Regions from separate parts of the Mus musculus genome. Here region 1 is linked to region 2. Evidence: chromatin contacts called from public promoter capture Hi-C data. All regions are on one chromosome and are shown on one strand. The core of a region is the stretch at or near the end of the contact, and the rest is flanking DNA. Distances in the headings are between cores, read along the strand shown. Region 1 holds the start of 2310022B05Rik (RIKEN cDNA 2310022B05 gene). Region 2 holds the start of Map1lc3b (microtubule-associated protein 1 light chain 3 beta).

Region 1 (7,284 bases), core at 4,383-6,882, 3.1 Mb after region 2:
AGCATCATAAATAAAGGAGTAAGTAAAGGGATGAAGGAAGGAAGTGATCATCCTCTCTGACGGGCGCAGGGCTAAAACCCGCCAAGCCCAGCATGGTGGCACAGGTCTATAATCCAAGCTACTCTGAAGGCCGAGGCAGGAGGACTCTAAACCCAAGCCCTGCTTTGAGTTAACCTGGGCAGCCTAGCAAGACCTTGTCTCAAAACACACTCAGAAAAGGGAAGGGCTGGGCTGTAGCTTGGTGGTAGAGCACTTGCAGGAAGCTCTGGGCTGACTCTCCAGCACAGGAAAAAATAAAAAGGATGGGAGCTTCAAAAGAACCATTAAAATATGCCCTTAAAAAAACCCGACTGCCTATCTGTGGCCACCGCCCACACACTTTGAGAAGTGGCACTGTACTGAGGCTTGCTGTGTAGTTATCTCTGCTGAAGTAAGGGTTCATAACTGGGAGCGCAGAGCTGCAGTTCCAAAGACAGAAAGAAAGCCCTAGTGACTTAGCTTGGGTCACATGCCACAAGAGATACAAGTTCAGAAACATGGGTCTGGCCGGGGCTAGGGCCATAGAACACAGAATAGACTGAGAGGAGGGGGCGGGGTCTAAGGATGAGCAGGACCGTCACCTCGTTACATTACTTGAAAAATGGCTACATTCTTCCAGCACTATGGGAACCTCTTAGTCAGGGTGTGATTCCTGTCAATCAAAAGATGACTCTGACATGGCCAATGTGCTTCTGGCCCTCCCTAAATGGCCCAAACTGATCCTTTTGTCTCTGCAAAACCAGTTTCTAGGCTGCCACTGGGTCACCTCCCATGGAAGCCAGCAATGGAGACACCCAGGAGGAGAGCCACGTCTGCTGGCTCAGCTCTGGGCACCAAGCCAAGCGCTATCAGGCTGGGTAGCTATCAATCTGCAAGGGGAACAGGAGGGACAGGCCCAGGCCCTCCCTCCCTCACAGCCTGTGCAGTTGCATCTGGCCAGATCTCAGTCCTAGCCTGGCAACCCATCACAGGGCCCAGAGGAACACAGGACACCAAATATACCTTGTCCTCATTTCTAAAATACACTGGATATGCCAGACAGGAAGGAATGGTGATTCGCACATTCTACCTTTATTAAACGTCAAGTACAAAATACTGGAAAATCAACTCTCTAATCCCCACCCCACAAAATAGACTCAGCTGGGCACATAATTCAGTGGAGAGCATGTTTGCTATAAAAGCGTGAGGACCGGGGCTGGTGAGATGGCTCAGTGGGTTAGAGCACCCGACTGCTCTTCCGAAGGTCCAGAGTTCAAATCCCAGCAACCACATGGTGGCTCACAACCATCCGAGATCTGACTCCCTCTTCTGGAGTGTCTGAAGACAGCTACAATGTACTTACATATAATAAATAAATAAATCTTAAAAAAAAAAAAAAAAGCGTGAGGACCTAGTTCACTCCCCAGTACTCAGGTAAAAAGCAGGGCACGGTATACGCCTATAGTCCCAGCACTGGGGAGAGAGAGACAGGATCCCCGGGGTTCACTGGCCAGCTAGCCTAGCTGAACTGGTGAACTGACAGCTAGACAGAGACTCATCCCAAAAAACAAGGTGGATAGGTACAGAGAAACACCCTAGATTTGGCTTCAGACAGACAGACAGAGTAAAAAGAAATAATTTTTTGTTGAAGTGGGAAAGAAAGCCAAAGCCAGCCCTCTCACATCCCAAGTTAAGCATCTGGCTAAACTCACGCAATAGAAAGAAGAATTCCAGGATTTAGGAGGGGTCTTAAGCAGAGAGGGCTAAAAGCACTAGGGAGGCCTGGGGCTCCTACAGGAGGGTTGTGTGGGAGGCAGCTGATCTGCTGAATTGCTGGTGAGGTTTGGAGCTATCTGGCTCCAGGGTCTTAAAAATCCAGCCTCTAGAATCCAGGTCAAGGGCTATGGAGCTGGCTGACCTACACCATCACTCCTGCTCAGCCCCACCCACTTCATGGAGAGGTGGCAGAGGCAAGCGGATTCCACAGAAACAAGATACACCACCGTAGGAGCTCCCAGCATCCCTGCAAAGGGTCTGTTTAGACCTAAGAAAATGGCAGTCTTTGGAAACCCAGAACTCACCAATGTACTCAGATCCTGCTGGGTGTGGCTAGGAGTTGGGGCTGGGAACAGGAAATAGATGCAACAGATTCCTGAAAATTCAGATTTCCGAGTTTGCTGGTTTGTTTCCTAGGTTAACAGTAGAGTATCCAGGTGATCCCTTCTCAATTGAACTTTTCATCTCCCAGAGAAAGCCATCCCCAGAACTTTATTGCTGGAAGAAGAAGCCTTCCAGAGAAGGAAGAGGCTGCCAGGCTGATAAAAGCATCTATAGAAAGGGCATGCCTTAATGTTCTCAAGAAAATTCGCAAGGCAGAGAGGACATCCCCAGGGCCCTTGCCTGTTGCAAACCATTGATTCCACATTATGCCAGAGTGGTACCCTGCTGCTGACATGGCCAAACTTAAACCTGGGCCCTGGGGCTCCAAGCCCTCTTCTTTGCTGCTGCAGGGAAGAAGTGGAGGGGTTCAGGTAACACTGAAGTCTGGGAAGGAGGCTGACAGCCTTGTATAAAGCTGAGTTCTGCACATCTCCACTAAAATCAGTTCATACAGCAGGGAAAGCTAATGGGGGAGGGGAGACACTTAGCACCCTAACCCAGGAAGCCCAGGGAAACAGTTGATTCCCAAAGTAGCTAAAAATGTTGACAGTCCCTCCTTTGCTTCAACACTAAAAGCAGGGGACCAGGTTAAATTATCAAGGCAAGAGGGGGATCTGAGTCCTGCCCAGGCCATTTAACTTTGTGGCGATCAGGGTAAACATACACATACACACACACACACACACACACACACACACACACACACAGGTGCCAGGTTGCTTCATCTGTCCTGTGCACACAGGCAAAGGAACTCCTGACTATACCGAGGGTCATCAAGATCTGTGACATCAGTCTGTAATTAGGACCCTATTTGTTCCTGAAAGACCTAAGAATGACTGGATGATACTAAAAACAATGATAGTAGATGACAGGAAAAAAAAGACTAGATGTTGTCTGTGAGGGGCACAAAAGTTTACTGGCAATGAAAGGCAGCGTCCTTTGAGGCAGTAGAGAGGGCTGAGGAGCCCTGGCAGCATATAAGTGGGGATGGACGGATGGAAGTGCCCTACTCAATTGAGTTTCAAGTTTTTTGTTCAAATCTGGGGTCACCTATTTGGGTGTCAAATTACCTAGCTGGGAGTCACACATCTACACTATACCCCCATGTCAGCCCCTATAGCCAGACATGGGTCCTCTTACAAGAATGATCTCTGGGGTGTTAACAATGAGACCACTCCCTGACTTTGATCTGATGCCAACCTCTCCCTAAGACTAGTGGAGTTTGGTGGTCCCTATGTGGTTAAACCTCTCACTACTGCAGAAAGAAGTGTCGTCCCTGCCTGGTGTCCTACCCACCCCTAAGACTCAAAGCTGGTTGTGCGGACATCAGAGGTGTGCTTTCTGCCCATTTGGCGTTGCTGTGATTCAGGTTGGGGGCTCCTGAAAGACATGTGGATTCGCTCCTCACAAAGTTTCATTCGGTGCAAATGTTTGTGTGAGTGTAGGTCAGAGGTCAACCTTAGGTGTTTTCGCTTAAGACCATGTGAACTTTGTTTTTGGGGGGACCAGGATGGTTCATTAGTCTGGAACTTGCTCCCCAGGGATCTGCCTATATCTACCTCCCAGGAATCACAAGCATGTGCCTCCCTCCGCTTCCTGGTTGCTAGAGACCCTCACACACGCATGGCAAAGTCTTTACCTATGGAACTATCTCCCCAGCCCCTACTTGCTTTAAACCACACCAGTCCGCGAATGCAGACTGACCCCAAATGAGAAACTGGGTGAAAAGAAAACTGGTCACATCTCTCCTTATCAATGACCCTGGCTCCAACATGGCTTGGCTTTTTGATATACTCAGGGCGAGTGACATCCAGTGACATCCAGTCTCCAGCATCTGTTAAGTGCGGACAGGGCGGCTTCCTCTCAGATTTATTTACCTAAGACACTGCCAAAGAGGAACTGCCTGCCTACTCATCACCCGGATCCAAGCACGAACTCCGTCCACGTCTTTATGGAGGTGCATATTTTTCACAATGAAATGCCTCAGCTCCAGGAATATATTTTAAGACTTATATTTTCATCTCCCACCACACCCTTGTTTTTCCTGGCAAAGCCCACAAGAGTTTCAAATGGGATGGGGAGCAGAAGGCAGTGTTGGCGGATAGCTAGCTCTCTGCCTTCACAATTCCCTGGCAGGAAAGTGGGTTCGTGACCACAAGCGTTCTGTAGTAACAAACACTGACGGATACCTGGCCTGAAAAAACCTGATTGAAATCTCATCCTTAACTGGTATTCCCTCCGCCTGGCACAACTTCTCCAACAGAAAAACAACAGCAGCAACAACAACAACAAAACTCTCCTAGCTTCTCCTCCCTGCCTCCACCTAAATGGACGTTCAGAACTCTAGCTGCTACCGATTTTGTCCTCCAAAACAAAGTTGAGTCCCTGAGGTACCAAGTCCATACTCTGGTGGCACAAAGGGCTTCAGGGAAACCATCTCTTGGTAAACCACCAGGTTTCTGAATAGTGCAGACTCCTGGGCCTCAAGAGCAAGGTCAGCCGGGAGCAATTCTAAGTAGTTATTTTCTCTTCCCCCAGTGTCTAGAGCCCAGGCTAGATAATCAGGCTTGCTGGAGGCATCTAAACTTACTCTGTGTTTGGGTGGGAACCGGGGCTCACATGTCAAACCCAAACACACTCTCTCCATTGTAGTCTACCAGGGACGTACCCCAGGGCAGCGGTGCCTGGCAGTCCCACCTTCCCCACTGAGGTCCTTATACTTAACACATGCCGGCCACTGAGTGATCAGGAACTATAGACATTTTTCCTGTTTCACATCAGAAAACTGAGGCTGTACGTCGTACACTCATCCAGGCTCGCTGGTTTCCTCTCTACTGTTCCCACTTTGTCTTTAAAGGTCCCTTCTCCGGGAGATTTCTGAACTCCCCCTCGCCGGCCACTCCGCCCTGGGTGGCCCGTCCCGCCGCACCCACCTCGTCGCCGAAGCGCACCAGCTTCTGGCCCGTGGGCCCGCGCAGGCCAGGGAAGCGCGCCGGGTCCCGCACGTCCCCCGCATCGGCGGCGGCCGCCGGGGCGCGAGGCCCCACCAGGCAGCGGTCGATGATTTCGTCCTGCTGCGCGGGCGGCAGCCGCGCCCACTCGGGCCCGTACTTCTCCCGGATCTTCTCCTTGTCCTGCATGATCTTCCTGGCCATGGGGCTCAGCGATGAGAAGTAGGTGAAGCGCTTCCGCTCCCGGTCGTCCAGCGGCCGGTTCCCGCTCATGACGGCCGAACGCGAGGCCGCGATCGCCGCCGCCATCGACGCCATACCCGGCCCGCGCGTCCCGGTCGGAGCGCCGCCTCCCGGTCCGCCCGCGCCCCGCCCCGGGGCTCCGCCTCCGTCTCCTCCCGGAGCGCCGTCCCTACCCCACCCGCTGAGCCCTCCTCCTCCGCCCCTGGCTGAGCACCGCCCCCAGACCTTCCCGGGACACCCTTCGTACGGGCCGCCTACGCCCCATCTGGTACCGGTCGGGACCACTAATCGTCCCTGAGCCCGGTCGGCACTTGAAGCCCCGCCTCCATCTGGAGCCCCGCCCCCACTGGAGCCCCGCCCCCGAGCTCCTCCTGTTATGGCCCTTCAATTTCTCCTCCATAGGACGCTTTCCGGGACCCTAGGGCATCTCTGGGGCTGCTACAGAGTCCCCCATACAAGCGCCGCCGAGATTGGAGATGACCACAGGGGTTAACTCAGGGCGAAGACCGCCATGGCGCCACGTGGCACTGATGACAAAGGAAACTTCCTCCTGCACGTGCCCAACCTGGCTTTCAATCATCCTCTCTCCTTTGCGCTCTCAGGCATTCATTGCTTTTTCAGGTTTGCGCTCTGTTCGCTGGGCGATCCACCACACTGAGCCGGGGGCTAGGCTAGGGCACTGACCCACCAGTTGTCAACCAGGAGGTTGGATTCCCGCCCGTGGAACTTCTTCTAAGCCTGGCATGGAAGCATCAGCGTGGGATACTAGCACTGTTTTGGCCTAGGCGGGAGACTCACGGCAAATTCAAGGCCAACCTGGGTTATATGGTACCATTATCCCCACAGAAAGAAAGACCCCTGCTAAAAGCATGCAGTGTGAGCGAAGTACCCCCTCTCAGAAGAGCTACACACCAAGGCCTCTTCAAACCCTCAAAGCCCTTGCTTTCTGATGCTTGCCACTGTGAGGCAGCAGTACACACACACACACACACACACACACACACACACACACACAGACACACACACACCAGTCTATTAAATCTCAGGACTCTGTCTTTAAAAATCACTCTTTAAAAAAAAATCCTAAGCAGGAATTAAAGAACTCTAGTCAGCAGCAGACGCTGGTCAGCGTAAGGAGCCTGTATTCCATCAGTTTAAGTGAGGGGACAACCCAAAAGCTTAAACTTCCAAAAATGGCCAAGCTAATCCTGGAATCTCAGAAATCATAAGAACTCCGGGAGGTTTGCTGACTACAAACAAACTGAAGAGGATGGAAAGTTCCCACAGGGAAGCAGATGTATCCCCAAAGGGGTCAGGCTTGCTGCTGAGACCACACGATTAAAGTTTAAGACAGGGCTGTGGGATGTTTGTGGCCCCATCCCACTCCCTGATTTTCACAAGACTAACAGGTCTCAGGTAAGCATGGTGTCCTATTCTGAAAAGCAACTAAATACCAACCGTGGCTTAGTTGTCTCTAAAGTAGCCCTTGTCTAACACTAAAGGCAAGTGCAGAAATAACTTGAATTCCCTGATATAAATGGAATGTCACAAATGTGTCAGGCTCTAATAAAATATATCACCACTGTCTTAGTTATGGTTTCCATTGCTACAACAAAACACCATGAGCAAAAAGCAAGTTGTGGAGTAGAGGGTTCATTCAGTTTACACTTCCCAATCGCTGTTCATCACCAAAGGAAGTCAGGATAGGAACTCCCACAGGGCAGGAACTTGGAGGCAGGAGCTGATGCAGAGGCCATGTTGGGGTGCTGCTTACTGGCTTGCTTCCCCTGGCTTGCTCAGCTTGCTTTCTTATAGAACCCAGGACCACCAGCCCAGGGATGGCACCACCCACCATGGGCTGGGCTCTCCCCGCCTTGATCACTAATTGAGAAAATGCCTCATAGCTGGTTCT
Region 2 (7,247 bases), core at 2,754-5,253:
GTCTTGCGCTACTAGAAAAAAACCCAAACAATCTGGTGACTGGGATCTCCTACGTGACTCGAAAAACCGAAAAAAAAAAAGAGAGAGAAGAAGAAGAAGAAGAAAGAAAAAAAAAAGAGAGCCTTTTTCCCAGAGGGTAGGTGAGCCTTGTAAAGCACCGCTGACCCCCACCCAAACCCCACCCACCCCCATGTTTGATTTGTTTTCTTCTCAAGGCGCATGGTTAGGATATATGTTTCTAGGTTCACACTGCAATGAGAACTTGGGGTGGCTTTCAAAGGTGTAGACAAACATTGCAAGACAAAAGTGCAACTCTGCGCATCAGCCCCGAGGCTCTCGACTGAAAAGACGGAGGCCTGGGATTCTGGAGTGGCTTGGGAGAAGACGCGTCTCCTTCCCTTTGCCCACTTCCACAAACATTGCCTTTCCTGCATTTTGTACAGTTCAGCAATACAAACAAAAAGCTTATTTCTCTCTGTGTCTCTGTCTCTCTGGTTTGACCAAACAGGGTTTCCCTGGCTGTCCTGGAACTTGGTAGAGCAGACTGGACTTGAATTCATAGATCCACCTACCTGTGCCTCCCAAGTGCTAGGCTTAAAGCCAAATCCCGGCCAAAACAAACAAAAAGTCTTACACAGCAGCAGTTGGTAAAATGTCAGCAAAGTAAGGTTTATTATCACAAACACCTGGAGGGGTAAGTAGCTCCTTTGTTGTTATAGAATATAGCTACAATTTGAAAAAAGCTACAACTTCCTTTAGTTCCTTTAGGGACCAAACCCTGAGTCTTGCACAGATCGAGACCACCACACCATTTGGCCTCATCTTATGGGGCCCTGACATTTTTAATTGGCTTTGTTTTCTGTTGTGAGGTCAGGCAACGGTTCATCCCACACACACCAGGACTGTGTTTTCCTGAGCCAGGTGCAAGGAAGGGGGTTTTATTGACAGGAGAAAGGCTGAGGAAAGCATCAAAATCGGGCAAACCACCATGCTAAGCCAGCAGCGTTATCCAGGTCATTCCAAAGTCATTTTCCTTCCCAAGTGGGGATGGACAATAGAAAACTGACTGACATCAGACTATCTTAGAGAGCCGGGCAGTGGTGGTGCACGCCTTTAATCCCAGCACTTGGGAGGAAGAGGCAGGTGGATTTCTGAGTTCGAGGCCAGCTTGGTCTACAAAGTGAGTTCCAGGACAGCCAGAGCTACACAGAGAAACCCTGTCTCAAAAAAACAAAAACAAAAACAAAAAAACAAAAACAAAACAAAACAAACAAAAAAAACAGACTATCTTAGAGCCTTCTGTGCTAGCTGAAGAACCTGCTGGGGGTAATGGTTCTACAAATCCTGGTTCTGTCAGTTTGTGGTGGTGGTGGGGGCGTGGTGTTTTGTTTGAAACTTGTTACATAGGGTCTCACTGTAAAACTCTGTCCTGGAACTTATATATAGGCCAGATCTGCCTCCTTCTTCATCCCAGGTGCTGGGTTAAAGGCTTGGGCCACTACACCCAGCTTGTAGCAGTTTTAATTTATGCATGGACAATACATTTTAGAGTGACTCCATCTTTTTTTCTTTTCCCCCCAAGACAGGGTGTCTCTGTATAGCCCTGGCTGTCCTGGAACTCACTCTGTAGACCAGGCTGGCCTCAAACTCAGAAATCTGCCTGCCTCTGCCTCCCAACTGCTGGGATTAAAAGCGTGTGCCACCACCACATTCTTTTATCTTTTGATATAGGGTTACAATGGACATGGTGGCTCAAACTTTTAATTCCAGCTCTGGTCTACAGAGAGAGTTCAAGGACAGTCAGGGATTCACAGAGAGACCCTGTCTCAAAGGGAGGGACTTGGGAGTTATCTGATAGCTGAGGGTGACCTTGGAATTTTATTGCTTTGTTGGCTTGGTTGGTTGGTTGGTTGGTTGTGTCTCCCCCCCACCCACCCACCCAGACAGGGTTTCTTTGTAAAGCCCTGGCTGTCTTGGAACTCAGTTTGTAGACCAGGCTGGCCTCGAACTCAGAAATCTGCCTGCCTCTGCCTCCCGAGTGCTGGGATTAAAGTCGTGCACCACCACGCTCAGCTTTTTTAAAGGTTTTTACTTCAAGACTTCATGTGTATGAGTGTTTGCCTGTATGTTTACATATGTACCATGTGTGTGCCCTTGCCTGAGGAGACCAGAAGAGGATGTTAGATCCCCCAGAGTGGGAGTTACAGCTGAGCTGCCATGTGGGTCTGAGAACCAAATCCAGGTCCTCAACTAGAGCAGCCAGTGGTGGTTGGTTTTTTTGTTTTGTTTTTTTTTTTTTTTTTTTGGTTTTTCAAGACAGGGTTTCTCTGGCAGCCAGTGTTCTTAACCACCGGACCATCTCACCAGTCCCATGCGTGCCACCCTTCTTCTCCTTGTGAGACAGGTTCTCACAATGTAGGAATTTGTTGTGTAGAACAGGCTATTTCAGACTCACAGAAACCAGACTGCATCTCCCTTCTGGACACTGAGATAAAGGCCTAGGCACCGAGTCCCACTTGGCCTTGAACTTCTGATAAGCCTGCTTCAGTCTCCAGTGTGCTAGGATGACATGCCTTGGGACACCAGATCTGGCTTCCATTTTGACTTTTAGCCTGGTCTCTTGCACCTCAGACCAGAAGCTTCATACAAAACAACAAAGTTCGGGCAATTAACAATGCAAAGCAAGCAAACAAAGGAAAGTAACCAGCCCTCAGGATTTCACTCCATAATGTGTTTTCAGCTTTTCCCGGTCACAGAGATGTAGAAGATCCCTTGGACAAACAGCACTTGAAGAAGGTTATTTCCATTTAAAGGAGGAAGTCTGGGCTGTAGGGATAGTACAGTGTCAGGTGGTAGGTCTGCAGGGTCACAAGGCTGGCTCAGATGTGGCATCACTGGGGGTGGGATGGGGGTGAGGTGGCTGCTCCACACTCTAGACCTGTCTGTCACCTGCTCCTACAAACTGAAGATAGGAAGTAGCTTGAGGCCCAGAGAAAGTGCTAAACCGTGGCTGACTGACCATTGGCCTGGCCTGAGGAGACTGAAACCTGTCCTAGCCTGTAATCAGGCCCAGGCTCAGCAGGAGTCAAAGTGAGGACATGCCTGTGATAAAGCCACCCTGGGGTCACCTGAGGTAGAAGGATCTGTCTGAGAAGGGACAGCTGAGATAAAGCTCTTGGGACAGAACTGTGCTCTGTGGCTTTCCAAGGTGGATCCTGTCGGGATCAGGCCTCTGCTGCAGTTCCTGGACACAGTCTGATTGCTCACCAACCAAAAAAATCTAAAAAAACAAAAAACGTGATAGGTGGTAGTAAGGAAATGAGGGCACACATGGGCTAGCACCCTGGAAAGATAGGTGAGCCATGCCCCTCAAATTCCATGCTCAGCAAGCTCAGACACATAAAAGGGCTTTTATGGGAAGAGAGAGTGGACAGGTTGCACAGCAGGTGTTGTCATCGTCTTTCTTTTTGCTGGAACAAGTCATTGATCTTGCCCTCCAGTGACAAGTCTGTAGTCCCTAAGACCTTGCTTCTCTGCGACTTCGACTTAGGAGTAAATACTTGTGTTTATGGCAGCACAAGACTCGCAGGGGAAGAGCCACAAGATCAGATCCAACCATAAGTCTCCAGACGTCTCCATAATCGTAAAGATTTAGCAGGCAAGACCACAAGTCAGTTTTTTGTTATTTGGGTTGGGGGTGGGTAGAATTTAGGAATATCAAATACAGCGGCAAGGGAGCGGACATTGGACCACCAGCTGGATCATGCAAGGACTGAAGGGGAATGAAGTCTGCAGGACTCCATCGCACCAGCGCCCGACCCACGCAGACAGTTAACAGATGCTCGCCCAGCGTGTGCCCAGCGAGCGCCCAGCGTAGCTGGCGTAGGCGCAGGCGCATGGCTTGGGCGCGTGCACGCTTGCGCGCCGCCGAGCTTCCGCCACGCCTGTCATGGCCGCTCTCGGGGGCCGCCCTCGGCCCCACCCTCGGTGACGCGCCGCGAGTCACCTGACTCGGCTGCGGACTGAGACACACACAAGGGAAGTGATCGTCGCCGGAGTCAGATCGTCTGGCTCGGGACCCCCGCGCGCCATGCCGTCCGAGAAGACCTTCAAGCAGCGCCGGAGCTTTGGTGAGCCCCGCGGGCCCGGGGATGGGAGATCCGGGTGCCGGGAGCGCTGAATGCCCGGACGCCGGTGGTGTCTTGCGGGGCCGAGACCCGGCGGGGCCCGGAGCGACGCAGCCAGTGGGATATTGGTCTCGGGGGGGTTCGGTCTCCGGGGTAGCTCGGGTGCTCAGCGTCGCCTTGGCCGTCGGTCGCCGATGGGCTCGGCGTCCCCTGCGGGACTGGAGGCCCGACCCCGGTGGCGTAGGGTACCGCAGGCTCTGCGCGCTTGGCTGTGTCCTTCGTGGGCCCCAGGTCCGGGCGCCCCGCAAGCCTCGGAGCAGCACCCAGCCGCCTTTGCACCCGAAGTCGTCTTGGGCATATGTGTGTGTGTGGAGGGGGGGGTGGCCTTTGTCTCATAACGGAAACTTAACAGCTGTTTTGTTTTGTTTGCTTGTACTGATCTTAAGTTATTCTGGAACAGCCCTCAAGAAAGGAGTGTGGGTTGGGGAAAATGAGCCGTGCACAAACATTAGCTCTGACGCGGGTCCCCAGAGTGGCCGGGGGTAATCTCTCCGAAGCTCCATCTGGCTTGCGATTGTTTTTCTCTAGATTGCCTTCCCTCTCTCCCTAACCCAGCTATTCTGAAGAAAGCGCGGGCATCCGATTGCTGCGGCTTTCCTTTGCTTTTTGACTTTATTGGACCTAAACTGGTGGGCACTGACAGTTGAGAGGTTCCCCACACAGATGTTCAAAGCGGCCCCTTTGAGGAGGCCAGGACCGGTCTTGCTCCTTTCCAGTGAGTTTGGAGGGATTTAGGTTGGAGCTCTAGAGTTTCCACTATCCAGACTGCGGGAATGTTTACAAGGTGGATGGATTTAGGTAGGGCTCACCCCAAACCGACCCTTTGTAGCTGAAGCACCTGGGTGGGGCTTAGGGCGGTGAAGCTCAGGGTCCGCCTAGTGGCAGAGTCCCATTAGCTTTCTGTTATAAATTCTTACACTTCCAGTAAGCAGCGATCATCCCCAGTGCTGTAAGGAAGGAGACTGGCAGCCAGGAGGCCCGTGTAGGCTTGCAGATTCTTAGAAGGACGCGCCCAATTTCCCAAGTTTAGAACTGATCACGTGATTTCAGGCTTCTCAAGTGGTTCCACTGAGTTTTTCTGGGGTGATCCAGTGTTTGCTTCCCCACCCCCAAAACGGTCCTAAACTCCAGGTTACTGGGTGTGTATCCGCAGGAAAGCTTGTTTGCTCAGCCTAAATAAATAGCCCCGGGGAGAATTCCCATCCCTGTGAAGGCATTGCTGCTGCCAGGGGTGGTGATCCACGCCTTTAGTCCCAGCCTTGGAGATGATGCAGCGAGACCCTCCCTCTCAACTACACACCTAGGTGGCTTCAGTACAGGCTATTGGCCTCTGCACAGCTGTCTGCTTAAAAAGTGTCTCAGCTCTTGCAGGTTGCCTCCTAGTTCCCTGGCCCTACAGCCAGCCAGGGCTGGGCAGATCCTCTAGGCCTTCAGTTTGGACCCTTGTTTGCTTTAGTAAAGACAACTATTCCTGACTTTCCCTTTATAGTTGTGGTGGACCCTGCAAGTCTCCTCTTACCAGCTTTAACCATTTCTGCCCTTAGATCTCTGGCCCTGCTCCCATCTCAATGAAGGCAAGGGGTTTCTGCTGTCAGTGATTGGTTGGTTGATTTAAACAGGGTCTCATTGTGTGGCTCGGACTGGCCTTGAACTCAAGAGATCTTCACGTCTGTCCCCTGAATGCTGGGATTGAAGGTGTGCCATTGTGCCTGGCTGGCTGTTTGTTTCTTGAGACAGGGTTTCTCTATGTAGCCCTGATCAGGCTGGCCTCCAACTCCGATAGGGATCCGCCTTCAGTGCTGGGATTAAATAAAGGCATGTGCTACCACAGCCTGGCAAGTTTTGTTTGTGGCTCAAGCTGGCCTAGAGCTTGCCGAGCCGGGTTTTAGGTGCTGTGCGTTTAACTTTTTCTTTTACATTTTATCTGTATGGCTCATTTGCCTACATACATGTCTGCACCCTGTGCATGCCTTGTGCCCATAGATGTCAGAAAAGGGAGTTATAGGTGACTGAGCAGCTGTGGGTGGTGGGAGCTGAGCCTGGGTCCTCCTGGGGAGAAGCTGCTCTGAACTACTGAGCCATCTCTGAAGGCCGGAAGCATAGTGTGCCAGGTGTGTAAGTGGCTGTTTGTTAGAATGAAATCAGTGCAGTGACTAAACCCTGAGGTGGTAGGCAGGTGTACAATGGAGGGTTCCTCTGGGAAGGGGCAGGGAGCCCTGTGTATAGATGGCCCCATCCCATCTGTGGTGTGACGGAGACATGGGGCAGAGGGCTCAGCCAGTGCTTTAGAGTAGAGAAAGGTGCAGGCCAAGTCCATCCCCAGTGGCTTGGCCAGCTGCTTGCACCCTGCAGTGCAGAAAGCTTGCTACAGTGTTGAAAATGAAGAGAAGACTGGCCAAAGACCTCGGGCACAGCATGGGGTTCAAGGTCATCCTTAGCTACCTGAGTTCCAGGCTAAGCTATGGTACCGGACAGCCTATCACAAAAAGCGATGATAGAAGTTATCAGGGGCCAGGCAGTGGTGGCGTACGCACTTGGGAGGCAGAGGCAGGCAGATCTCTGAGTTCGAGGCCAGCCTGGTCTACAGAGTGAGTTCCAGGACAGCCAGGGCTACACAGAGAAACCCTGTCTTGAAAAACTAAAAAAAAAAAAAAGTTGTCAAGGAAGAGGTCTAGAGACACCCCTGCCCCCCAGGTTATACAGGTACCCTGTTCTGTGTGGCTGTCCATCTGGATTAGCAGCCCCTTTGCAACAAGGGCTTTACCCCTTGGGCCATGTTGGTGAGCTCCACTGACTGCCTCCACATAGGACAGTCCCAGCAGACCCTGGCAGTATGGCCCCTGATGTCACTATGTCTCTTTCTTGCAGAACAAAGAGTGGAAGATGTCCGGCTCATCCGGGAGCAGCACCCCACCAAGATCCCAGTAGGTTCTCCTGCCGCAAGAGGGGACCCTAACCCCATAGGAGCCCCCAGGAGTCCCGGGAAACCACAGGCCCCTGATCTGAGCAGAGGGAAAAGGGGCAGGCGGGTCAGACCCTTGTGTCTTCTCTCTGTGGGGC

The links. Promoter capture Hi-C pulls out the DNA fragments that hold promoters and counts their contacts.
Region 1: a contact with region 2 is called in a promoter capture Hi-C map of the HPC-7 cell line. The contact joins the promoter of 2310022B05Rik here to the promoter of Map1lc3b in region 2. A contact is called at or near these places in 2 of 39 promoter capture datasets (the HPC-7 cell line and maxillary cranial neural crest) and 1 of 484 Hi-C or Micro-C datasets (CD4 T cells).

Annotation. Positions count from the first base shown.
Region 1 is chr8:124,657,737-124,665,020 of GRCm38.p6, forward strand. 2310022B05Rik (RIKEN cDNA 2310022B05 gene) reads right to left here and starts at 5,633. Exons shown (of 4, transcript NM_175149.4): 1 at 5,112-5,633. The coding sequence starts at 5,447.
Region 2 is chr8:121,586,435-121,593,681 of GRCm38.p6, forward strand. Map1lc3b (microtubule-associated protein 1 light chain 3 beta) reads left to right here and starts at 4,004. Exons shown (of 4, transcript NM_026160.5): 1 at 4,004-4,130; 2 at 7,056-7,111. The coding sequence starts at 4,091.